Regions from separate parts of the Mus musculus genome. Here all the other regions are linked to region 2. Evidence: chromatin contacts called from public ChIA-PET, Hi-C and promoter capture Hi-C data. All regions are on one chromosome and are shown on one strand. Each heading gives the region's core, a stretch centred on a gene start, on an enhancer-like site or on the middle of the called end of the contact. The rest is flanking DNA. Distances are from core to core; before and after follow the strand shown.

The links. Promoter capture Hi-C pulls out the DNA fragments that hold promoters and counts their contacts. A called contact is a pair of places that touch in the nucleus more often than the background predicts. ChIA-PET counts read pairs in DNA pulled down with a chosen protein or histone mark.
Region 1: a promoter capture Hi-C map of hippocampal neurons shows a contact between it and region 2, with 5 times the contacts expected there. The contact joins the promoter of Aqp8 here to the promoter of Il4ra in region 2. A contact is called at or near these places in 3 of 39 promoter capture datasets (the SN4741 cell line, hippocampal neurons and liver) and 1 of 115 datasets of contacts at active chromatin or transcription factors (astrocytes).
Region 3: a contact with region 2 is called in a promoter capture Hi-C map of embryonic stem cells, with 14 times the contacts expected there. The contact joins the promoter of Zkscan2 here to the promoter of Il4ra in region 2. A contact is called at or near these places in 7 of 39 promoter capture datasets (the 3T3-L1 cell line, cranial neural crest, embryonic stem cells and 4 more) and 3 of 115 datasets of contacts at active chromatin or transcription factors (embryonic forebrain, embryonic hindbrain and neural tube).
Region 4: a contact with region 2 is called in a Hi-C map of B cells, with 5 read pairs. The contact joins the promoter of Tnrc6a here to the promoter of Il4ra in region 2. A contact is called at or near these places in 3 of 39 promoter capture datasets (liver and pre-B cells) and 1 of 484 Hi-C or Micro-C datasets (B cells).
Region 5: a contact with region 2 is called in a Hi-C map of B cells, with 5 read pairs. The contact joins the enhancer-like site here to the promoter of Il4ra in region 2. A contact is called at or near these places in 3 of 39 promoter capture datasets (hippocampal neurons, liver and pre-B cells), 1 of 484 Hi-C or Micro-C datasets (B cells) and 2 of 115 datasets of contacts at active chromatin or transcription factors (astrocytes and bone marrow-derived dendritic cells).
Region 6: a contact with region 2 is called in an RNA polymerase II ChIA-PET map of memory CD8 T cells, with 3 times the contacts expected there. The contact joins the promoter of Rbbp6 here to the promoter of Il4ra in region 2. A contact is called at or near these places in 6 of 39 promoter capture datasets (the 3T3-L1 cell line, 3T3-L1-derived adipocytes, HPC-7-derived erythroid cells and 3 more), 7 of 115 datasets of contacts at active chromatin or transcription factors (acute myeloid leukemia, astrocytes, bone marrow-derived dendritic cells and 4 more) and 2 of 9 other capture datasets (adipose tissue and liver).
Region 7: a contact with region 2 is called in a promoter capture Hi-C map of liver, with 4 times the contacts expected there. The contact joins the enhancer-like site here to the promoter of Il4ra in region 2. A contact is called at or near these places in 4 of 39 promoter capture datasets (cranial neural crest, hippocampal neurons, liver and 1 more) and 3 of 115 datasets of contacts at active chromatin or transcription factors (astrocytes, bone marrow-derived dendritic cells and embryonic forebrain).

What each region holds. Positions count from the first base shown.
Region 1 is chr7:123,460,362-123,463,707 of GRCm38.p6, forward strand. It overlaps Aqp8 (aquaporin 8), which reads left to right and starts at 1,933. Exons shown (of 6, transcript NM_001109045.1): 1 at 1,933-2,097; 2 at 2,213-2,457. The coding sequence starts at 2,086.
Region 2 is chr7:125,550,916-125,554,229 of GRCm38.p6, forward strand. Il4ra (interleukin 4 receptor, alpha) reads left to right here and starts at 1,356. Exons shown (of 11, transcript NM_001008700.4): 1 at 1,356-1,413.
Region 3 is chr7:123,498,476-123,502,210 of GRCm38.p6, forward strand. Zkscan2 (zinc finger with KRAB and SCAN domains 2) reads right to left here and starts at 2,151. Exons shown (of 7, transcript NM_001081329.2): 1 at 1,094-2,151; 2 at 111-297. The coding sequence starts at 1,492.
Region 4 is chr7:123,121,643-123,125,152 of GRCm38.p6, forward strand. Tnrc6a (trinucleotide repeat containing 6a) reads left to right here and starts at 2,243. Exons shown (of 24, transcript NM_144925.3): 1 at 2,243-2,690; 2 at 3,026-3,073. The coding sequence starts at 2,686.
Region 5 is chr7:123,329,321-123,332,767 of GRCm38.p6, forward strand. It overlaps Arhgap17 (Rho GTPase activating protein 17), which reads right to left. Exons shown (of 20, transcript NM_144529.2): 2 at 1,906-1,945. Among named protein-coding and RNA genes, the nearest start is that of Arhgap17, 39 kb to the right of the region's middle. Within about 2 kb of position 1,356, at least 68 of the 459 cell types and tissues checked have an H3K27ac peak or open chromatin away from gene starts, as enhancers often do. A contact at or near this core is called in B cells, where this site is marked.
Region 6 is chr7:122,968,675-122,972,398 of GRCm38.p6, forward strand. It overlaps Rbbp6 (retinoblastoma binding protein 6, ubiquitin ligase), which reads left to right and starts at 1,890. Exons shown (of 18, transcript NM_011247.2): 1 at 1,890-2,453. The coding sequence starts at 2,288. It overlaps 4930413G21Rik (RIKEN cDNA 4930413G21 gene), which reads right to left and starts at 1,785. Exons shown (of 1, transcript NR_045614.1): 1 at 384-1,785.
Region 7 is chr7:123,418,316-123,422,008 of GRCm38.p6, forward strand. It overlaps Lcmt1 (leucine carboxyl methyltransferase 1), which reads left to right. Exons shown (of 11, transcript NM_025304.3): 7 at 1-23; 8 at 3,223-3,324. Among named protein-coding and RNA genes, the nearest start is that of Aqp8, 42 kb to the right of the region's middle. Within about 2 kb of position 1,951, at least 14 of the 459 cell types and tissues checked have an H3K27ac peak or open chromatin away from gene starts, as enhancers often do. A contact at or near this core is called in liver, where this site is marked.

The DNA.
Region 1 (3,346 bases), core at 683-3,182, 2.1 Mb before region 2:
GAGAGAGAGTGTGTGTGTGTGTGTGTGTGTGTGTGTGTGTGTGTAGCTCAGAGGACAGCTTGCAGAGGTTGGTTTTCTCCTTCTACCACATAGTTAGGTCCTGAGGATAGAATTCAGTTATTAAGCTTGGGGAAAAACTACTTTTACCCACTAGGCCACACTGCACAGTCTCCCTCCCCCCTGCCCTGTTCCTACTTTTTTTTTTAAGATAAGATCTCATATAGCCAGGTTGGCATCAACCTTTCTGTGTAACTAAGGGTGACCTTTCTGTGTAGCTAAGATGCCCCCTCCTGCACTCACCTCCCCCGTGTCGGCATTACAGGTGTGCACCACCACGTCAGGTTCTGTGGGGTGCTTAGGAGAGGATCAAACCTAGGGTTCAGAGTGCAAAACACGCATCCCACCAACTAAGCCCCTCCTGACCCCATCCCTCCTTTTGTATTTACAAACCCGACTGTCCCGGTCCCTTATGTAAGTTGATTTACGTTGTCCTTTTGTCCCGGTCCCTTATATAACTTGATTTACATTGTCCTTTTGTCCCGGTCCCTTATATAACTTGATTTACATTGTCCTTTTGTGACATTTCACTGTTATTATGATCTTAGGCTTTGTCATCGTGAAAAAGTGCTTTTTCTTCTGCGGCATGCTGTAAAGATTGGACCCTCCTCATGGAGTGTTCTCCAGGTGAACCTGAGGCAATGTATGCAAGGCTCTTAGCCAGCTGCTGGCACTGTAACATCCGAGTGTGCATTCTAAGGTTGGTGGACGTTAATACATATGAACTCTTGCCCGTGGGTGTCTATATGGGTATTACAGGTCTGTGGGGAAGGGGAACTGGTATAGCTCATGGGGTGTCCCCCCCCCCCCGCTGTAAGTTTTATAGCTTTGAAGGGAAAGGTTTCCTGGCAGTTGGGAGCCAAGGGATACCACAAAGCCATTCTGCATGACAAATTTCATACAAGAGATTTATTAGAAGGGAAAAACCCAGGAGGGTGGCTACCTCTGCTCAGACAAGAAGCGGCAGAGAACTGAGCAGAAGACAGGCTTTATTTTGGGCTTAGGGGTAGGGGAACAGAACTTTCCAGGGTAGAACTTTCCAGGGTGGGGATTAGTGGGACTTCAAATCCTGATCTTGGGCTTTTTACTCTGTAGGGCGGAGCTGGGCCACCTGAGTGGTGATTATAGCAGTTGGAGATCCTCAGGGGCAGGGCCTGGCCACTCGCACGCCATGAGGGGCTTACACATATATTCTGAGTTCATGGACTCTGGCATTTTTGTACTGTATCTGGAGCTACCTTGAGTCCTTTTCATTTCTTCACTCATTGAAGCCCTGTAAGGATGCCATGCCATTAGCTCAGTCGCTGTCATTTGCCGATGAAACAGTGAAAGTGACTCGAGCTCAGTGGCACTCAATTGCGTGGTTAGCTCTTGGCTTGTACAAGCTGAGCTGGGGTGTCAGTGCAGGCAGTGTGAGCAGAGGGGTGCATCTCACTGGTGGTTCCCTGGCTTTGGGTAGGTAAGCCCGTAGGTCCTACTCCTACTCATCCCCAGGTTTCCAAAGTCCACCAGCTTTACCATACACAACAGTGCCATATTGTCCCTACTGCCTTAGGCAGCCAGCAGCCATCATCAGCTCACACACTCGCTGGGTCAGGTGATCAGGGTATTTGTGGAAAAGGTCCTGGGTGGGAAAGAGACCCACGAGGATGGTGGAATGTCAATGGTAGCGGAGCTGGCTGTTACTGAGTGTGCAGTGTCTCCTGCTGGGACCTTCCTCAGGCCTGAGCACTCATGCACATGATACAAGCTAACCACGCCTTTCCTGTTGCTGGCACTAAGCCCAGCAATCATTGATCCCACGTGGCCCTTGCCCTGTTGAGATTAGAAAAAAAAAGTTGACTCTTCTGGGCCACCTCCCATTCGGGCTTTATTGCTTTCTGGACACCTTTGGTGAATGTCCCCAGTCCTTTAAAAGCGCAGAGTCCGCTAGACTCTACCTCCAGTCTGTGACCTAGAGATAAGTGAGTACAATCTAGGGCAGCCGGCGAAGCTCCTGGTAGCTCTGGCTCGGATCTTCTTGAGCAGATGTCTGGGGAGGTGAGTCTGTTGCCTGGGCAAGGGCACTAAGGATTTGGTCAAGGCTGGGGGTGGGGGCTTTTGTCTTGGGGCCTCTGCCACCCATGTTTCCTGTCTTTTTTTCCCCCTACGGCAGACACCAATGTGTAGTATGGACCTACCTGAGGTCAAGGTGAAGACCAGCATGGCTGGCAGATGCCGTGTGTTCTGGTATGAGCAATACGTACAACCATGTATAGTGGAACTTGTGGGCTCCGCTCTCTTCATCTTCATCGGATGTCTATCGGTCATTGAGAATAGTCCGAATACTGGGCTCCTGCAGCCTGCCTTGGCTCATGGGCTGGCCTTGGGGCTCATCATTGCTACCTTGGGGAACATCAGGTGAGACCAGACCTCATCATTAGCTTAGTGCCAATCTGGGGAATTCTTGGGCACCCACTTATGGTCTTACAAACGTGGGGGTGGGTCATCTAGCTCTGCAGTCTGTGAAGACTATTAAATAGGAGTCATACTGTTACTACATGTTAAAGTTAGCTTCGAGCCAACATATACCCATTGCTAGCTATTGCCTCTGCTCTATACTGAGCATGATTCAGATATTTGATTCTAGTGACAAACTTAAGAAATAGGTTCTGTTATTTCCCGTTTTATATTTGCAAAAGAGAAAAGTCCACATCACTGAGATGAGGTATTTGCTACCAGGTGGTGGAGCCAGGAGTCAAATTCAAGCTGTCTGGCTTAGTGTCCAAAGCCGAGGGATTGTCTTGGGGAGATGGGATCGTGGGGTGCTCAGTATTCACTACTGTTGCTGCTACTCTTTGGGAGTGAATTGGAAAAAGCAAAGCGCCGGGTTTTTGTCCACTGCGATGCACAGAAAGTGCAGGGGCTTCAACCTGACAAGAGTGTTTTGTTTTGTTTTGTTTTTTAGAGGCAGAAAAATGACCATCCCTTGGTTTTTTATCTGGGTAGGAGCCCAGTAGAATGGGTTGATGGGAGGTGGGCTGTTTCCCAGAAGAGCCAGCTGTAATGGTAGACATTCCGATTGGGTCATCTGACAGGGGGACTGGGATAGGGCTGTTCTCTATCTCACTCGAAATCAGATCTGAGTGAGGACATTGAGTTACTGCCCTCTGGGAAGAAACAATGGACAGTTTATTATCTCTTTAAATGGGTGGGTGGGGGTGCAGGAGTTCTGGGCAGGGTGAAAGGCACATGACCTTCTATCTAGGTAGGCCTGGTGGCTTCCTGGCTGGGCAACCAAGGCGAGCCT
Region 2 (3,314 bases), core at 106-2,605:
AAGCTTGGAAGGAGGCAAGCTCGGGAAGCCCTTAAACTGGAAGAAGAGCCTGGATTATCTGGGGCTCCCAGCCCACTCTTGGGCCAAACAGAGTGGTCACTTAGGAAGTCTGGGACTGTGGAGGGAATATAAGCTTCCTGCTATTGTCTGTCTTCTTGGCCAGTATCCTTGGCTCTGTCCTGACATCAACTTAGATACATAGAAAGGTTTTTTGAAAGAGGAGTGCTAAGAATTCCCATCATTGTGCCCCTGAACATTTTCAAATGCCTTCCCTGACCACATGTGTGCTGGCCTTCCTGCTGCTTTCCGGTCTGTCAGCACTGTCTAGATTCTGATTTCACAACCAGGCACGCAGGCTCCAGCCCAGCTGCTTTCTCGGCCTAGTTCTGCTGAGCTTCTCTGAGCACCTGAGCCAAGCAGGGCTGGTCCCAAGCACCATCACAGGCCAGCCTGTTTCTGTCACATATCGATGTATCTCACATAGTCCCCTCTCCCCTGGGCAAGGGTCATACAATCCAGTCACATGAAGACAAGTGGCCAGCCAGGAGGGATCAAAAGATGGCTTGCAGACTCAGAAGACAGCAAGATGTGGTGGCTTGTATCTGCAATCCTACTTGGGAGGCTGAGACAGGATTACTGTGACTTCAAGTTCAGACTGTGCTACAATATGACAGCCAAAGCTGTATAGCAAGATCCTGTCACAAGAAGCAAAAAACTAAGCCAACCCAATCCATAATGCTCAAAACAGGATGGCAAGCCCATGGGATGGCTTAGCTAGCAAAGGCAAGGCTGGTCACAGTTGCGCTGCTGTGGGCGAGAGAACAACTTCGTGATGTCAGTTCTTTCTTTTCACTTTTGCGTGGTTTCTAGGGATAGATCTTGCACTCTCAGGCTTGCGGGCCATCTCATCAACCCTTAAGCAAGTTTCCTAACAGATCCATGCCTCAGCTTCTTCATCTGAAAAGGGATAGTTGCGCATGACTCCCTCTTGGTAGTAGCAGCAAGGTTCCTGCCTGAACCTAGCAGGAGACACTCGCTCTTAATTGATGAGTTGTTTTGCTTTCTGGCACAGACGCTGAGTAAACATTGGGAAAATGAGCAACAGCCGCAAACACAAGCCAAGCTGGTCTGTAGGGAAAGGGCAAAGATTCGAGTCCCGCAGTCGTGGGACTTAAAAGCTGGAGCTCTGGACAGCTGCGGACGCGTGGGGTGGGGCATGCAAATAAGCCAGCGATCAGGCAAAGTCCGGAGGACTGCGGGTGAAAATGAGCTGGGTGAGGGGCGGGGCATGTAAATGACCGTGCACGGGGTGGGGCGTCGCATGTAAATAAGGGACACCAGGCGGCGTAGGAAGCGGGGCGAGGTCCTTCTCGCAGGAAAGCCCCGCGCGGCGCGTGGAGCCTGAACTCGCAGGTAGGAACGGGCGGTGGGGAAGCCTGGGGACCGGGCAGTGGTGGCTACAGAACCGATCTGGCCTGAAACCAGAGCCCGCGGAACCTGGGGTGGGCATGGGGCTGCTGGGCTCCTCGCTCAGCCAGGGTCGGCTGCCTTCGGGCGCGGGTCAAGCAAGTAGACAACTCACGCGCTAGAACTCAGGGAGCCTCGGCGGTCCGGTCCCCACAAAGACGTCCTAGGGATCTTTGTGTAGAAGCCCGGACTACCAGGCTCCTCCCAGGTTCCGGTTCAGTAACCCAGAAACCTGACTATTGTGGCAAACTGGACGTTGTATAAGCCAGCTAGTCTGTGATTCCGTCTGCCCCCAAGCCAGCACTCCTGGGTCCTGCCCTTCTCCAGCCCTTTGGGAGGTGTGAGGCTCAATGTGGCCTTCCTTCTACAGGTGGTCTTTTGAGAGTCTGGGGGCATTTGCTGGGACATTTGTCCCATCCTAAAGTCTTATGGGGAAACTGAGACTTGAGAATATGTTTGGCCAGAAGAGAGTAATGGGATTCCACAGTCCTGGTAAGGCCTCTAGGAATCAGCCAGGGAAGTCATGACCGCTTAAGGGGACATTGAGGCAGAGAGGGGAGGTGACCACTGTGTGTGTGTTCCCCAGCTCGTCTGTGCTCTGCTTGCTGTTTTAGGCTGTGCTCTCTGACTGAGGGATAGACACACAAGACAGGGAGTGTATTGGGCAAGCAGGGCACCTCTTCCTTGGGCAGTACAGCTCCTGAGTCAGTTTGGGGTGTGGGAGAACACTTTGGCAGGTCGAGAATCAGAGACAAGAGAAGGCATGCTGAACTGTGGGTACAGCATGGGCAAAAACTAGAAGGTGGGACGGCTCCGTGTGCCACCTCGCTGACATAAGAGGGGCTAGATATGTGGAAAGGGAGACAGCGCTGCAGGAGCCCCTGAATTCCTTGCTTTGAGGCTCAGGGAAGTCGTAGGAAGGATTCGTAGTCCTGGCCCTGCTCCTGGATCTTCAGGGTAAGGATGGGGAAACCCAAGTGAGTCGCCCAAATGATCACACACTGGTAATTGGGCAAGGTTGTGACCATCTGAGGGTTTGCAGTATTTGGGCTGTGCTGGGGTCTTAATACAGTGCCATCCCAGACTGGGGAGGGCCAGGTGGCCAGGGAGACTGTCCCTGAGGCAGGCACAATGACTGCCACAATCGGGGATGAAAGAAGAGAATGCTTGCATTCACCCACGCCACACCCTACTTTTCTGCCTTTGGGGGCTGGGGCTGGGACCTAGCTGGGGTACACACTCACACTTGGCATGTGTACAAAGGAGCTTGCCACGGTCCCCATGGCACAGGAGGCCCACATGGCAAGTGAGGCGTGGAGGTTGAAAGCCAGAGCTCCTGACCAAGCAAAGGCTTGATTTGTTCCTTGTGTGTTCCTTCATCAGAGACTGACAGAGGCAGGGGCACCACCGTGAGTGTGCCTGCCGTGACAGGACACTGTTGGGTATTCCTCGGGTTGAGCCTCTGAGACCAGCCTGGATGGAGACCAGCCTAGCTGTGTATGGCTGGATTCCCAGCTTCATGAGGCTTGCCTGGGTGGGCACAGACTCACAGTGACCCAGATTCAGACACCCAGCATGGATCAGAGTCCGTTGTTCCAGTTCTCAGAACCAGAGGCAGGGAATGGGGCTAGAACTGAAGATGGGAGGCAGGGGGGCAGATCTGCGTTCGGATCTGTTTGGATCTCAAGAAAAATCACTCCACATCCCCACACCTCCCGTTTGTCAGAGGTATCTGGGATGAAAATGTTCATGAAATGGCTTTTCTAAACCATTGCTCATGGACAGGCAAGGCAGTTGATTGTCTCCTCCCACTTAGGATGGCATTGCTTTGCCAAGCTGCCCCTAGC
Region 3 (3,735 bases), core at 901-3,400, 2.1 Mb before region 2:
CAATTTACTTGTCAAATGGATATTGAAGGGACCTCTACTGAGTGAGCCATAGTGTTAGGGATACAGTATAAACTACACGGTCTCTGACCTGGTGTACTCTGAGTCCTTACCATTCTTAGGTAATGGCCTATGTTCCCTTTTTTGGTTCAGCTGTTCTTGGTGTCCTGAGTGGAGGCTTCCAGCTTCCTCCAGAGAAACAACCCTGTGCTGGGTCTCCAGTTGCTCTGGCTCAAAGTCAGCTACTTCCCACACAGTTCTAGGTGGGGCTTGCTTCTCTGAAGGCAGAGGGCTACTGACCTGCAAAACAAAGTCAACATCAACAAAGAAAATCGGAGGAAAGGAATTGCAGTCCCAACAGAGACGTTAAAGGGCAGGAGAACTGAGGGGGGAGAGGATCTCCACGGACGGAAGCGGGCTCACAGTCATTTGGGAATATGGGAAAAGGAGAGCGCTCTTTATTTGTGTATTTTTTTGAGGGGTCATTACTACAAAGTCCTCTTATATATCAGGTGCACAGAGAACTAATCAGAACACTAGTGAAGTGAAGAATCACAAAATCAACTCCTGAGCACACCCTGTGCAAGGTGAGACTGTAAACCTGTCAGACACTGAGGACTTCACACGGTTAACAAGAGGGCGCTGAGAATAACTACAGACCGGCAAGCAGGGACATAGAAAAATGATGATCTGGCCGTTAAACTGGATGAGCGCGGAGGAGCACGGCACAGAGAGTATTTCACAGGACACCTGCTGGAATGGTAAGGGTTAGGGAGGGCTCTGGAGATCCATGAGATCTCCCTCTCCCACCAAACCCTGTGAGGCATTAGCTATTTAATACTGTCTCTATCGTTTTGGTAGAAACATTATACTGAGGATTAGAACAAACAAACCATACTTTTAGTTTAATTTGCAAGATCATAGTTCAACCAAAATTCTCTCCTCCATTTAGTATGAATTTCAAATCTGCTTTTTGGGGAATTTGGTTTCCGGATCTTTTAAAAGTCCCATTTATTTCTATAATGAGCTCTTCTTCCAGAAATGTAGCCCTGCCCACCTGCCTTTCCCACCACATCCCTTTAAAATCCTCGCTCACCTGCTTTCGAAGTCTTCTGGTCTCTTTCTCCAAATGCACTACTAGGGCCACCGCCTCCTCTCCGCTTTCTGGACATTGCTTCTGCGCCCAGGTCTGAATCTTCTCAGGCAGAATGGTGAGAAACTGTTCGATTACCAGCTGCTCGAGGATCTGTTCCTTGGAACGCATTTCTGGCTTCAGCCACCGACAGCAGAGTTCCCAGAGTTTACTGAAAGCTTCATGGGGTCCTGTCACATCCTCATAACAGAACTGCCTGAAGCATTTACGGAAGGACTCACATTCAGTGCTGCCTGATCTTTCCAGAATGGGCTCCGATACCCACTCGGAGTCCTTTTCCACTTTCATTATGAGGCACTCCTCAACTTCCACGTCGATCTGAGGGTTCATGACAGTAGCCATGATCCAATGGGGCCAACAGGTCTAGCTCCAAGTCAGGGCCCAGAGAAGCTTCCGAGTGCCCTCCACTTAATGCCCTTGGAAATATGGGACCGTAGAGACATAAAAGACAGCAGTTAGCTGGGACAAGGAACTCCAGGCTGATTAATCAAATTTGTACAAGGCTCTTGAAAGGGTGAATGTGCACCCACCCCAAAGTCTGCAAACCCGGCCTCTTATCCAATCAAGATGCGCCCCCTCCCATGAGGTTCTTTAAGGTGCAAGGTCGGAAAGACCTTAGGTTAGAAGCTAGGCTGGAAGGGGACCCAGGGGACTGATGCTGGGCGGAGGCGCCGATCGGGAGGGGGTGTGTCCGCGAGGCGCGGCCAGCCCTGGGGTCCTGGTCCAGGTCCAGGCCGCTGCAGGTGCCCACCAGGGGCGCGAGCGCAGGAATGTCCGGACTCGCAGCGGCGCCTGCAGCGCTCGGGGTTCCTCCGCACGAGGATGCCGAGAACCTCGGCCAGAGGGGAAGAAGCTGCGGGATGAGGCTAGGCCTCGCGGGGGGCGGCGAACGGCTGGCGCGCTGCCCTGTCAGCTCCGCCAGCGCAGAGCGCGGGGGGCGCTGGGAGCCGCGGCCACGCATGCGCCGCTCGCGACCGGGGTCCGTGCGAGGCTTCCTCGCGGGCAAGGAGGGGGGCGGGAAGGCATGCGTGGAGGAATCTCGCGAGAGCGCGCAGCACCGCGACTTGCCGCCGAGGGACTTTAGGAATGAGGGTGAAGGGAAATTCTGGGCGGAGGGACACGCTGAGGTCTGATCCTATTCCTCCAGAGATTGTGAAGCAGGACGCGAGCTAGCGTCCTGCCTCAGGCCAGGCAGACGTTGCGGGAGGCTGGAGTAATTTCTTTAGTGGAAGGGGTGCGCGCGTGTGTGTTGGGGTTGCGGGTGGAGGGACTTCTTTGTGACAACTGGCGGAGGGATTACAGTCAGCATCTGGCTGTGCATGGATTGCTACTGTCTGGGAGCCTTGGTTGGAGCCAGGACTCCTGAGGAAGGATGTGTGGCTAGCTCTGTTCAAATGTATGGTCAGGAGAAGGCTTATTTTCATTTTGGGGAATCTCTTAATTACCCAAGGCTCTGAGGTCTGAGTAGCCAACGGGCTATCTGGGACCTAATAGGACCGGGCCTAGATTCCCCTACTGCTGCAAAACTTCATAGCTAGATGTCTCAGAGCCTGCTGGCTCATAAATGTCTGTCCTGTAAGTGCCTACTTTGTGACAATGTTTTAGGCTCTTGGCATCGTTAGTGGGCAGCACAACTCTTATTCTCAGAGGCAGGTAGCTTATTAGAAAACAGACCAATGACTTATTTCTCAAAGGTTTTGCCATGATTTGGCTAGTTCTAGCATCGAAGCGGCATAGAGAATACCATAAGGATAAATGGCACGGCATAAACTGAAGGAAGGTCAGAACGGAATAATCCGCGGGTGCATCTAGTTAGTATCTGCCACGGGAGAGATGGAGCCAATACACAGCCTGTTTTAATTGCATTTAAAGATAGTATTATTGAGTACTGGTTTCTTACCAGACATGGTGGTAGGTGATAAGCAAAACAAGATCTCCTATCATTAGTAGTTACAAATAAAGTTCTGTATACCTGGGGTGAATCCTTCCAAGAAGAGAAACACATTCAAGATTTGGTTTAGGTAAGAGGTCTGGGTGAATTTCTTGGAAGAAGTAGTACTAAGGATGAGATCCAAAAGACAGACCTCTAGTGGGGATTGAGCAAAGACTGGCCTTCACAAGAATCCCATAGAGAGGATGAGGTTGTCTCTATTTTAGAGTTTAGGGCGCTGAGACCTCAGTAAGGGTGGTGCAAGCGCTAAAGGTGATGGGGAGTCATGGGATGAGAATAGGGTCTTTTATGTACATGGCCCTCTTGTTGGTATTAAGCCAGGTGCACATCTCAGCAGCTCAAGGTCACAAACTTGAAGGCTTGTTGGACTTAGGGAGATTTACCATGAACTGTGTGAAGGAGAGTATAAGATAAGAAGGAGCTGGGTGTGATGGCACATGCTTGTAATCCTAGAACTTTGGAGGTGGTGGAGGCAGCAGGATCAAGAGTTCAGGGTTGTTCTTCACTACAAAGCAAGTTTTGAGGCCAACCTGGGCACACGAGGCCCTGTCTTAAAAAGGTTGCTAGTTAACTATTATGTTTACTTGAGCACCAGTGTTTGTGTCTTGAGAGCAGAAGAGCACATTTGTCAGCA
Region 4 (3,510 bases), core at 993-3,492, 2.4 Mb before region 2:
ACATTCACTACGCACTGGAGAAATCCTAATTAGATGAAGTAAATACACTCTTTCCAGTAAAGTATCTACGTGTTCATGTGTCCAAGTTCTTTCTATTTATTAATGTGTAGACTTTCTAAAGTTTAAAGATAAAGGATGGGGATATCGGTCAGTGGTATAGTGTTTACTTAGCAGACATTTTTGCTATACTCAGCATTGCAAAAAATTATTTACGTGTATGAGTGTTTTGCCAGTGTATATATATATATCATATACGTGCCAGGTGCTGAGGAGGCCAGAAGACATTGGGTATCCTGGAACTTGAGTTATAGACAGTTGTAAACCACCATGTGGGTGTTGGGAACTGAACTTAGATTCTCTGGAAGAGCGGCCAGTGCTCTTCTGACTACTGAGCTCTTTTTTACAGCCTCAGTTGTGGTTTTGATAGAGGAAAAAGTAATCATTACCTTCCAAAATTATAATTTGTGAATTAGTCTAATCACTTAACCTTGGTAAGGCAAGGAATATAGAGTAGAGAAGATGGGTGTTGAGGTAATCACAGGAATTGGGCAGAAACAAAGGCAAAACATTATAGGAAAGATTCTGTCTTAATTTGCCTTCTATCACTGTGATGAACACCATACTGACAAGCAAATTGGGGAGGAGAGGGTTTATCAGCTTACAGTTCATAGTTCATCATATAGGAAAATCAGAGCAGGAACTCAAGGCAAGAACCTAGAGGCAGAAACTAAAGCAGAGACATAGAGGAGTGTGCTGCTTACTGGCTTGCTCCCCATGGCTTGTAGCATGCTTTCTCATACAACCTGGGATGGCCTCTAAAGAGCTTCCATATCAACTATTAATCAAGAAAATGCCTATAGAGTTGCCTACAGCAATTTGATGGGGGCATTTTCTCAGATGACTCCATCTTGTATCAGTTTAACAAAGAACCTAACCAAAGTTGATCCTGTGTGTGTGTGTGTGTGTGTGTGTGTGTGTGTGTGTGTGTGTGTTATAGATCACTAGAACTCAGGAGAGAGAGATAGGCAGATTTCTGAGTTTGAGTCCAGTCTGGCCTACATAGGCTAGCCAAGGATATAGAGTAAGACCCCCATCTCAAATAAATTAAAATGTAAAAATTACTAGCATTTATTTGTTATTCTTCATTTTGCAATTTGTAATTTTTTTCCAAAAAATGTTTATAGGGTGTTCATAAAATTAAGAACACCAAAAGAAGAAAAATGCAAAACAGACGTTAACATGCTGGCTAGTTCCTTTCTGGGCATTCATCCACTCATTAGCTAACTACAACACACATTTCTCCTAGAGCAGAAGCAGACAATCACAGAGCTTGTTTCATGGGAGAGACTGGAGCAGGTTTAAACCAGTTAAAGGACTTAGAATAGAAAAGGGCAAAAGAAGGTTGTCTGCAGAGCGAGTTTTCTGAGAAAGTAAAAGGGAGTAGATTTTAAGTAGAGGAGAAATGTGCAGATTACTAGCATTATATGCACCGAATATGTATGTACCTATGTGCATTATAATATCTTAATGCATTATATTGCAGCATCCCCCTTTGGGTATGTATCTTATTGTATTTACAATCAGGTATGTGTCTATATTGTAATTTAAGAAAATAATTGTAATAATTGTATCTTCATGTATTATATTACTGTATCTTATTTTATCTACATGTAGACTTACATACTTTACCTACAGACATGTATCTTACAGTGTTCACATGTAAGAATTTTTGGGTGTTCACATGTCTTTCTGAGAACTAGTATGGCATCTGCGTTTCCATTCTTTTATTGTAACCAAGACCCCAGGTATTGCAAGTAGCTGCGTTTAATGCCACCTCATAGCATTAGATGTCGTAGCTGGCTACAGTTATTCAACCTTTCCTGTGCATTTGAGTTAATATCTTGATTGTGAAGTACTTAAAAGTGATACCCAAATGGTTATTTCTTGAGCAGAGAAATTCGTGCAAGTGGAATTGCTGAGTCAAGGGTGTGTAAAAATTTGAGGCACAAAAATAAAAAAAATGAAACTTCTGGGATGCATTCTTCACCTGGGAAGAGGCACAAATCGAGAGGTTAAATAAATGTGGCTGAAGGTCAAAAGTAATTAGATGTGGGTGAATTTAAAAAACGGCGCGGGCTAGTCTGGCAGCGGCAGGGGTGGAATTTGCGGTTTGCTGGATTTTTTTTTTTTTTTTTTTTTTAAAGGCGTGTTTCTGTAAGGGAGGGGCCGGGCCGAGGGGAAGGAAACTTGTGTCGCAGTAAAGAAGGAGGAGGGGATGGTCCGAGGCAAGCCCGAGCCAGCCTCGGCGAAAAAGGCCGCGCTCCGCTCTTGCCAGGCCCCAGAGCCGCTCGTGGGGAACCTCGGAGTTCCCCGACAGCTCCGGCGAAGTCCTGGACGCGTCAGACAGTTGTCAAGTGGCTGCCTCGTCCGGCAGGCCTAGTTGCTAGGACCTCCATCTTGGGGCTCCCGGGCCACGGCGCCCCCGGAAGGGGTTGCGAGTGGGGCATTCACTTCCGGTCTGGGGCCTGCGGCGGCAGCGGTGGCGGCGGCGGCGGCGGCGGCAGCGGGACGGTGTAGAAAATGGCGCTGGTGCAGCGGCTCGGGCCTGTCCCCGCGGCGCTGCGGAGGGCTTGAGGCTCGCGAGCCTCGTTCCCCGCGCCTCACGCGCTAGTGCACTTTACACACATGAGGTGAGCGGACCGGAGGGGAGGCTCGCTCGGGGGGCCAGGAGCCAGCCTCCGGCGCTGCCGCAGGACCCCCTCGGGCTGATGGGCGGCGGCGCGGGGCAGTCCCCGGGGGGACGCGGGCGTGGGCGGGAGTCCCGGGCGGTCCGGGAAGCTTGGTCCGGCGCGGGCTACGGCTCTGGGCTCGGTCGCCCTGGGCTCGGCGGCCCGCAGCGCTGCAGCCCGCAGCCCCGCCCCTCCCCCACCGCGCGGGCGCTCTGCCGCAGCAGCTCCGTTTTCACGCGCATCCCCTCCCCCCGTTTTTTTTTTTTTTTTGTGTTTGTTTTTGTTTGCTATTTCAGAGAATTGGAAGCTAAAGCTACCAAAGACGTAGAGAGAAATCTTAGCAGGTAAGATGGGCGAGCCTTCGGTCTCCCGCCCCTTTATAATCGTGTGTTTCCACTCTGCTTCGCTCTTCCTGGGTTTACGGACCCCCCCCCCCCAACCTCCACCCCCACCCCCCAACCCCGTGTCATTTGCTTTCGCACTCACGGAACAGACATTCGGGAGAAACGGCCTCAGGGAATATTGCATGGGGGGGGCATTGCAGGGAGACGCGTAATTACGAGTGTGTTCGTTCTTAAAAAGAAAAGCAAAAGGCAGTTCTTGTAAACTTAGTTAAAGCATTCTCACCCTTTTAGAATTTAATTAGGGGACTTGTGCATTAATTACTATTGTAAATGGTTGCAGGCATTGTGTGACTCATGATTGAGGCGGCCCTTATGGCGGGCTGTCAAACTGTTTTGGCTTCCCCGTTATTACTTTGTAGCTAAATTGTTGCCTTTAT
Region 5 (3,447 bases), core at 106-2,605, 2.2 Mb before region 2:
GGTGGCATAAAACACATGAAAACCTAGCTGAAGCTGAAGTGCATAAACAGTATTCAGGAAGTAAATGAATTTAAAATATGTGCCCCAAACAAAGAAGTGTCAAGAATGCAATTCCTTAACAAATCTTTTTTTATTTTGTAGGCTGGCCCTGAACTTAGAATCTGCCTGCCTTTTAAAAAAAAAAAAAAAAAAAAAAGCTTTTAAAAATATACTGGACAGTATGTGTGGCTCAAAGCAGAATACAAGCTTAGACTGCTCTTGGTTCAACCCCCAGCACCAAAACCCAGATCAACCACCCCCCATAGCCATGGTTTTGGGCATCCATAACACGTAAGAGCACGTTCCATGCACACTTTTCGTTCCCTAAACAACCCAGCATGAGGACCATCACATGGAACTAATATTGTGCTCGACACCGTGAAGAACAGAGAGGGAGTTACAGTACAGATGAGGCTGGCTGAGGCTCGGGGGCAGACCGCTTCCTACTATGTGCAAAGGCCTGGGTTTGGTTTTCAGCACCACAACAGTAAGCAAATAAATAAATGAGTGAATGAATAAATAAATAAATAAATAAATAAAGATAGATGCTATCGAAAGGATGTGTGCAAGCTAAATTCCAACACTGCACTGTTTGTATATCTAGAACAAATCTGTCCATGGAAACCAAAGTGACTACATTCTGCCTGCAGGTGGCTGAAGCAACTCAAGACAGTTGGCAGGCTGCGATGGAGGGAAACCCTTTTCTGACTTATGCCAGCTCCCCTTTCCACAGGAAGGAATGGACAGAGTCCTAGGGCCAAACTTTTGGTCTTTAGAGCTGCACTTGACTAGACAGACTGCTGTATAGGTTAAGGAAGCACAAGGCAGGCAGGCAGGCCACACTGCTTAACAAAGGCTCCGTGCAGCCAGGTTCGCCCTCCCTCAGCCTTTTGCAGTGGGTGGGGACATGAGCAGAGATGAAGCATATAAAGTCCCAGTGTCTTCTCTAAGACCAAAGTCAGGGAAACTTCATGACAGACGGAGCAGAGTGGCCCTGGGAGGAAAAGGAAGCAAGGTCTGAGCTGAGGCCACAAAGTGTCCCAGGCCTCTGGTTTCTTGTGCTACATTTGCCCCATTACTACAAGCCTAAGCTTCCAAAGACCCAAGCAGCCCAGAGTTAGGGAGAAACTGCATGAGCAGGAGAGACGTCAGAGCTCTAGGCTGGAGCCACTGGGGCCTCTGAGCAGTGAGTGGGCAGGACCTGTCCCAGCAAGGGTAGCATCACAGCAGAGTATCAGAGTGCCAGCCTGCCCAGGGCCTGTAAGCAGGCCACAGTGCTGGGGACTGACCAGGCCCCACCCACCCAGCACCTGGCACTTGAGAGCAGGACTAGCGAGCGAGCCAAGCGACATCTGTACTCCATAACGTGACACGAAGTTTCAGATCCCCTTCCTCTCGCAATCCCATCATGCATCTCTTTCCCCCATACAAGCCCATGCTAATTCAGTTACGCTGTTCCACCAAGGAAAGAGCAAGTGAAATGCCTTACAAGCTCCAAGTCTCCCCTGTCTGCCCCACCCTAGTGCCCATATCTGTCCTGCGTGGTCTCCCGTGTTGGGCTCTGAACACAGAGCTCGTGTGTGGTAGAGGGCGCTTTACCAGAGTTGGGGCCAACCCCAGATTTACTATTTGTTTTCAGTCCACATCTTTAGAGATATTGTTTTAAGACAACTAGAGGCACAGATGTGAAAGTCCAGCTCAGGGAGGGCTAGAGCAGGAAGACTGTGAGTTCAAGGCTTGGAAGGGCTACAGAGCAAGTTCGAGGCCAGCCTGGGCAATGCAGTAAGGCCTTGTTGTAGAACATTCGCCCAGCACGCATGGAGCTTGGGATGGGATCCCTAGTTAGGGGGAGATATATTTTGTTACCTGTAGCAGATCTTCACTGAGGACTTCGGTCTTCTCAGCTCTATGGGAAAACATGAAGTTCAGAATTAGGCGTGCAGGAGAAGTAATCTGTGAATCTTAAAAATGGCTAACTGGGGATTTTTTAACCATACAGGCAGGAGGAAATTTACAGCACAGGGCAATGTAAGCAAAACCAAAGGAAAACAAACAGGCTGAACAGCAGCTAACACAGGAGCCCATGGTGCAGGACAGTGGCCCTCAGCCTGGAGCCTGCTATGGAGGTCACTCACAGTCTTTCTCCAGGGCTGGCCACACAGCATTCTAGACTGACTCCGTGTATGGAGTACGACCCTGAATTACAGAGGTCTACACAGGCCATACTTTAAGAAACAACTCCTTTCTGAAGGCTTAATTAACTTCAGATCCGGAAATGATCACAGCTAAGTTTTCACAGCCAGACTTATGGAGAAAAACTGGCCCTAAATCTGTGAAACTTAGGCATCACACCATAGCAGGAAACATTCCTTTCTTTAATTTTTTTTTCCTTTCTTTAATTTTAAATGGAAAGAAAGGTATTTCCCAGCTTTCTCTTTGCAGTGCTTAGATCAACTACTGGATTTGCTGAACTTCACAGAGAACAGGATGTGGCCAGCTATCGGAAGCAGGGCAAGTCTAGGCTGCTGGAGTACAAAGCTGAAGAAAACTGCCCAGAGACCCAATTGCTCAAGGGTGTTTGCCATTATTAGGAAGGTGGTCTTCAGTAGGTCGGGCTGGGTTGGAGGAGGTAGGCCATTCGGCATACCCTTGGATAAGATTCCCTGTCTCTTGTGGTTTGGACCATGAAGTGACCAGGCTTGTTTGTTTCCCCATGACATTCTGTGCAACCACGGTGTAAAATGACAGAGCCAAGCAACCATGGATCAAAACCTCTGGAGCCAGGAGCTAAAATAACTCTTTCTTCCTTATTTGCTTAACATGGATGCAGCATGCATGTATGTGTGTGTATGTACATGTGTGTGTGCATGTGTGTATATGTTTCCCAAGAGTGTTCTCACATGTGCACAGGTGCACATACATGTATGTAGGTATGTATGCATGTGAAACCCAGAGGTTGATGCCTGGTGTCTTCCTCAGTTGCTCCCCATCGCATACACTGAAGCAGAGACTGCCACTTGAAGCCAGAGCTTACCAACCCCGCTAATCTAGCTAGTCATCTCGTGTTCATCCCATGTGAGGCCACCACACTTACCTGCTTTTTCACCTGAGTGCTGGGGACCTGAGGTCTGGTCCTCACAATCTTATGGCAAGCACTTTACCCACTGAGCCATCTCACAACCCACCCTGTCCTCAAGTGCCAAGTACTTGGTCACAAGTGGAGAATGCTTTTCTCTGCAGTTCATAGGGCTACTTATTGACATATAAAACCCTAAATTACTAAAGTCTCAAGTGTTATTTTGGACTTGTGGTTCAACTAGTGATTTGAGAAGTTGTTTGTGATACCTACCAAATTTCCATTAAAAATGAACAAGGAGAGTTTTAAGGAGAGAGAAAAGCTGAATAGTT
Region 6 (3,724 bases), core at 640-3,139, 2.6 Mb before region 2:
AGTTCGAGGCCAGCCTGGTCTACAGAGTGAGCTCCAGGACAGCTGAGGCTATACAGAGAAACCCTGTCTGGAAAAACCAAAAACCAAAACCAAACAAGAAAATTAATAATAAAAAAAAAAACAACAGAAGAACAAACAGGTATATTCCTTGCAGTTAAGAAGAAAATAAAGGCCAAAATCGATGACTATCTTAATAAGATGGCCTTAGGAAGGCGTTTCTGACAAGATGATTGACTTAAACCAAGTCAGAATCTGGGGCGTTAGCATTCAGGAAGTTTCTGAAAACTCTGCCACCTCTTGGATGTATGATTTTGTTCTCAGTTGCTGAACTTCCTTGAGCCTAGCCTGTAAAATTCAGAGGCTGGACATTGGACACTGTAAATGATAGTAATTGTACAGTTTTAATTTTTATTATTTATGAATTTATAAATGCAATATGTCCCGTATGCCACAAGAGAAAAAGAATGCCAACCCTCCTAAGGGACTTTGTAATTTAAAATGGAATGAGGACCCTGCAACCCAGCAAGCATTCCCTTCTTTGAAAACTCGAAAAATGCACGGCTGTTGGCTTTAGGTTTCTATCTTATAAATTGGAGATATTTTTTTGCTGTTGTTTATTTGACATTTATTAGGCCCCCTGTATTGAGGCACAGATATGCCAGGCATGGTCTTAAATATTGAAATATACTCATGGATTTAATTCTTTATTCTCTGACAGCGTCTTTGGGAGAACGGAGTTACTTCCGACCTAGGAGACTGGGCTCCAGAATTTGCAAACATCAGCGGTCAACGCGGTGCCTAGTACAAGGTAAGAGTCGGACACAGCTCTTAAGATGCTGCTGGTGGTGATGATGGTCCATTCTCACCAGCAGCTTTGGAAGAGCTCAGGGTATACAGTCTGTTAGGAGAGGAGTTGGTGAGCAGCCATCACAGTGATGAGACTCGTGCGTGGGTGGAATTCGCGGTTCACCCCCTCCGCACTTTGGGGCCTCCGCCGCTTAAGCGCCCCTTCCAGACCCGCCCGGTGGGACGGTCCGCCTCCCCCTCTCTGCGGACCCACGTAGTTTCTCCTGTTCTCCGCGTAGCCTCAGGTTCCACGCCGCAAGTCACAAAGCGCCGGGTCACGTGGGCGGGCCGGTGCGCTTTGTGACGCAGACGGCCCCGCCCCCGGCCCGCCTATCGGCGCACGCCCAAGCCCCGCCTCGCGTGCGCCGCCCGTGCAGTCCCTGCTTAAGAGACCCCGGAGTGGGGGCGCTCGCCCGAAGCCAGGCCGCGTCCGCCATAGTGCCTGGCGCGGAGGTGTCGTCGGCGCAGGGTGCGGGCCGGAGAGCGCCCGGGGTTGGGGGGGCAGAACAAAAAAAAAATAATAATAATAAAGAGGGAATCCAGCGACGCCCTCGCCGCCGCCCGACCGTTTCCGGGCTTCCCGACGCGGTCGTGGGCTCAGAGGCGACAGGAGCGGGAGCAGCGCGAGGAGCAGCAAGAGGAAGAGTCGGGCAGCCTCGGTGGTGTCCCCGGGGCCAACGAAGCCGCCTTCCGGGGCCCGGGGTGGTGAGGAAGGGCCTCGCGGCCTAGCTGGGCCCCGCACCGGCTTTGTGTCAGGCGGCGGCGGGGGGGAGGCGGAGCCGAACCGGGCGGCCGCTGGAAGGCCTCTCCTCCGCCGACCGCGCGATCTCGGCCTAGGCCGCGGGCCGCTCGTGGCCTCCGGGGAGCAGGCGCCAGGGTGTGTGTGCGGTGGGGGCCTGGGCCTGGGGACGCCGACGCCGGTCGTCCGGAAGCCGGGAGGAGGCGAGAGGCCGCTCGTGGACTCCGGGCCTAGGCCCTCTCCCCGCAACCTTCTCCCGGGGCCTGGGTCACCCCCATCCACGGAGAGAGACTAGCCGGGAGGTGCGGCCGCTATGGACCCCTGACCCCGCGGGGTCATTCGGACTCTAACGTGTGGACTGACCGCTACTGACTGCACCGCCTGCCCCCGTCTCCTGCCGGCCCTTAGCATGAGCGAGTGGGACCCAGCCGGGTGACATTGTGCCGGTTGGCGGATCCTCGATTGCCCCCTTTCCTGTCTTGCTCCTCCCTCATGAAGCGATTCTGAGTACGGGGGGTTCCGGATTATTGTTCTCACGGACCCCCGCTTGTGGTTGGGGGGGTATTTAATCTGAGGCCTTAGGGTCCTTCGTTGTCTTTTGAGTGTTTTGTGTGTGTACATATTTTGCTCTTAAGTTTATAAATATACATATATTGAGAGTGTCCACGTCTCCTCGCTGAACCTTAGGAATCTTTTGCCACAATGTCCTGTGTGCACTATAAATTTTCCTCTAAACTCAACTACGACACCGTCACTTTTGATGGGCTCCATATCTCCCTCTGCGATTTAAAGAAGCAGATTATGGGGAGAGAAAAGCTGAAAGCTGCCGATAGCGATCTGCAGATCACCAACGCACAGACGAAAGAAGGTAAGAGGCACACGGGCCGCAGATATTTATTGGGGGGAGGGGGGGGCGTCAAGGTTGGTATTTTAAGTTTCTTGTTTCAGGCTTGAACTCCATTCTTACCCGTTGTCATACACAGAGTTTCATTGATAGCCAAGGATTGCAGCACCCGACCTTGGAGTTTAACTGGCCTTCTGAATGCTGGGATCTGTCTTACCTAGCAGGCTGGTTTTCAAAATGGGGCCCCACCTCCTCCTTAATTAAAGTTTTTTAAACAGTGGGATTGGGTTGAAAAGAGAAAAGGGTTGCTACCTGAGTCTGTTGGGTGTTTGCCTTGTGGCCTTTCCCTAACTTGTTTTTCCATCAGGAGAGGAAAGCCTGTGTAAGGTTTCCTATTGGTTAAAGCAGCAGTAGATATAACTTGTTGGCTAATCTAGCAGCGTTTTGAAGCTGATAGCAATTGTCCACTGGCCTTTTATTTATTTATACGGGGTTGCTTGTAGAAAAGGTATTTTTGAGGATTTAGTTAGTGCTGGAATTGGTTTTGTATTTAAAAAAATGTTCTGAGGTGAACACTCTGAGGTGTAATTCCAGAATTAGTGATATTTACTCAAAAGTTATATTCTGTAGCCCAGACTGGCCTCCAACCCCAACAACCCCTTTTGAGCTTCCCAAGTGTGGGGAATGCAGGTGTTAGACCACACTTAACTGTTAAGCAGTTCAGAAAAGTTTCAAAGTGCAAGGCCCTGGGCTCTTCATCCGACACCACCAAAATATATGTGTGTGTGTTTTTCTAAAAAGAATGCTACCATGTGTGAATGTAAGTAAGCCACTGGTTATAAAATTTGAGCTCTTCATTTTAAAAGTAATTGGGTCTAGGTCCCATCTGTCTGTCTGTCTCTCTGATAGTTTCTCTGTGTAGTCCTGACTGCCCTGGAACTCGGATCCACCTGCTTCTGCCTCTCTAGTGCTGGGATTAAAGGTGTTGCGCCACCTTGAACTCGGATCTCTTGCCTCTGCCTTTGAGTGCTGAAATCAAAGGGGTGCACCACCACCCCTGAAAACATCATAGTACTGGGACTTGCTGCCTTTGAGTGCTGAAATCAAAGGGGTGCACCACCACCCCTGAAAACATCATAGTACTGGGACTTGAATGGTGGCAATGTCACAGTCTTCTCTGACTCTAAACTTGTTTTGCTTTCTTTTTCTCAGGGTAGTAATGCTCATGGGATGGGCTCTGTTAGACTTCTAACATTCATTGATAGTGTGAGAAGAGAGTTCTAAATGGAGTTGTT
Region 7 (3,693 bases), core at 701-3,200, 2.1 Mb before region 2:
CCATGTTCATAAACTATGAGCAGGTAAGTTCCTGAGAGGCGGCTTCCAGATGGGCTTTCAGAGTAGCTTTGCCCCAGTCCTTGTTCAGTTCCTTCTGTCACAGCCACACGTGTGCTTCTCCCATCTGTTCTAGCAGCCCTGTTCTCCTGCTTTCTGGGCTAACCCCCAGCTGTTAGCAGAGATTTTGGACCTTGATTCTCCAGGAAAGTTTTCCAATTTTTATTTTATCATATGTTATTAACAAACTTGTAGAACATGAATTGAAATAATTTTGGCCATATTAGAAGGAAGAGCAAGCTTCAAGTCCCTTATAGACAGGCAGGAAGGAAGGTGAACAGAAGGCATTGACTGTGTGATGGTGTGGAGGATGGGGACTGAGGGACCTGGGGCTGCTGGGTGGTTTAGAGGGTGTGGCCTGAGAGGGGCTGGAGAGGCTACTTATGAATGATGCGGAGTTGGGAACTGAGGGGCCTGGAGTGGTCACTCCTTAGGTCCAGCCAGGAGCTTCTTGTGGGCATTTGACCTAGAGTTGCAAGAGCTCCTAATTTTGTAAGAGAAGTCTGATATACAGGATTGTAAGTATAAAGTGCTCTATCCCTATAGTCACTAACCACTGACATTGCTCCAGTGGCTACAGAAAAGGCCTTTTTTGGAGCTTTGAAAGGATCCAGCTTGAGCCCCAGTCTTCTGTGGGTTCATACTCTCTGTGCCTCTGTTTCCTTGCCTGAAAGTAGTAATGCCCCTGCTTCCTAGTGTGAGGGACACAAGAGTTAGTGTGTATGTTTACACCAGGGCCCCCTGCCCCTCAGCTAGTAAGTGTGTGCTGTTCAGACTCTTCTGAGCACTAGTTGTTTACTGCTGGGGATACGGGTGAGGTTACACACCCATATCCACCATGTGGAGGCCTCTGTTGCTCTCTGCCTCGTTCCCTTGAAATGGTTCTTTCACGGAACCTGGAACCTGCAGCTCATTGGCTAGGTTGAATGGCCAGTATAGCTCCAGCGATCTTCCTGTCTCTAACCCCCAAGTACTGGATTATAGTGTCGGGTGGCCAGACTGGCTTTTGATATTGGTCCTGAGCATGGAACTCAGATGTTCATGCTTGCATAGAAGACTTCACCATGAAGCTGCCTCTCTACCACAGTTCTCTGCTGTTGAAGAAATCCTTGAGATGCTACACACAATGCATGCTAGATGTCGACATTATTTACTTGCTTAGTTTGAGACAGAGTTTCACTGTGTACCCTGGCTAGCTGGGAGCTTGCTATGTAGAACCAAGATAGACTCATCCCTGGGTAATCATTCTACTTCCAAGTGTTGGGATACCAAATTCGTACCACGGTAACTGGCTTTGAAACAAAACAAAAACTCTTTTTAATGGGATCTCACTTATAGCCCTACCTCGTCCACTTAATCATTTCCTTTTTATTTCATTGTATGTAAGAGCAACACAAGTATAAGTGTGGACAGGTCTAGGCTAGACTAGGAATTGCTACTTCCTTTCCCTCTCCAGTTCTGGGGTCGTTGGTTCTCGGTTGGCTGACTTTCTTCCTTCCCATCTACAACTGCTGCCATGTGTCCAGGAGCATTGGCCATGGAAGCCAGCCCCTCAGCTTCTCTCTTAATACGATTGCAGCCAGGGCACGGTCTGCTTTTGCGGCATACATGCATGGAGAGTGACTGCCATATGTCCTGTGTGTGCTGCTTTGTTCATTGGCCTTGCCTCTGCTCTGTCCAGAGCATTTATCTAGCACACTCTGGGAGATGCCAGGTTGATTCAGACTCAAGGCTTCTCACTCAGGAGCACACCTGGGACTGGGCCAGATTCGATGGCACCACCTCAGCTGTCTGTCACCTGGTTTAGCTCCCACCATTCTCACTTTGTCAGTAGAAATTTAACTTGAATCAACAGTGTAGATTAGTTGCCTGTGTGTTTTTCCTGGTTAATTGTTTACAGCGACAAAGCCATGTTGGTAACTGCGTGATGACAGTGCACTGTGCTTTCCGTACTCTGTACTGGGTACTACTGGGTCAGTTTTCCATGTATTTGCTTGTTTCCTTACATAGAAGTCCATAAGGCTGGTGTTAGTCTCCCCCGACAGTTAAACCGTCCAGTCTTCTCAGGGTCACAGCTGTTGTCAAGGCAGGATTCAAGCCATCATTCATAAAATGAAGATTGTGCTCTCAGACACCTTCTGTCCTGACGCAAATGAGGGAGGATAGCATTGCTGACAGTCTGCCTCTGGGGTGGGTCTTATAGGTAAAATGATTTCTTTGTGTTCACTTGCGTGTGAACAAGGACTGCTGTGTGTACTATGACAGCATACAGTGACATCATGTCTTCCAACACTTGTGCACGGACATAAGTTAATTGTACCTGACAGAGGATTGGTGCTTATGCTATGATTGCCCACAGTAACACCATTTCTTCTGCCTCTCTGGAGGCTGAGGCAGGAAAAAAACACCTGTTTAAGGCCCATTTAGGCAAGAGACGGTCTCAGGAATATAGGACTGGTTATAACAAGACAAGCAAATCTCTCTCTGACCCTAGATCTTAGTCTTCTGTCAGGGACACAGTGCTGCCTGCTGTGTTTTATGTTTTTAAATGCAGGGGAGACAGGCAGGAACATTCTGTTCATTTCTCTAAGCCTTGCTGCTTCTTACAAAATTCTTCTTTACATTTATTTATTGTATATGTTTGTGCATGTACATGGTGAATGTGGGGTGGTGGGGGGACACAGCCTGTGTGAGTTGGGAGTTGTCCTCTTCTACCGTGTGGGTCCTGGGAATTGAACTCAGGTGGTCAAGCTTGGCAACAAGTGACTTTACCTGCTGAGTGCTCTTCAGTCCTGTACTCTGCTTCTTAAGAGAGTATCTTAAAGTCATGTAAGCAGTATGGTATGTCATTTTATGAAGGTAATAGAATTGATGGAACTTAATAGGTATTTCTTTCCATATTCTTCCAGTTCCACGTAGCATTGCATCTTGGCACATGTATGTGAGCCTCTCTGCCAGCAGTAGGATTGTTGTACTAGGTGGGCATGTAAGTGTGTGTGCCACTCTTTGTAGGGTGCACCAGCTCAGCTTTGTGTCACGTGTCCCACAACCTTCCCGGGCTGCTCCTGTGTGCATTACCAGATGTCAGCCTTGACCGGGCGTTGTGCTCTGCTTATTTAGGACAGATCTTTAAGGTTGTGGCTAACCAGCTTTTCCCCGTCTCAGGTCAACATGGACGACCGGTTTGGGCAGATCATGATTGAAAACCTCCGGAGGCGAAGTTGTGACCTGGCAGGAGTGGAAACCTGCAAATCACTGGAGTCCCAGGTCAGAGCATCCCCTCAGCCAGCAAAGCGGGGCACTCGGTGGCAGGTGCACCCTGAGAAGCCCTGCTGTGCCTGTGATCAGGCACAGAGGGTTCCTATGTAGGACGCCTCAAGTTCTCCCTGTCTCCTTGATATGAAAACACAAGTTAACATTTCCTACAGTGCGCTATTTTCATTATGCAGATCTTTTGTACACTTGACTTAGTATTTTGCAAAATTTCACCCAAGCATAAAAGTAGAAGGAACAGTGCAGTAAGCAGCCATATCTTTTCAGTGATTATCACTGTTTTGCCAGTAGTAAATAGCTCATGGTCTCGTCCACAGTGTTGTTTGGTGGTGGTGTCAAGAGTATTTTAGACATATACTGGAC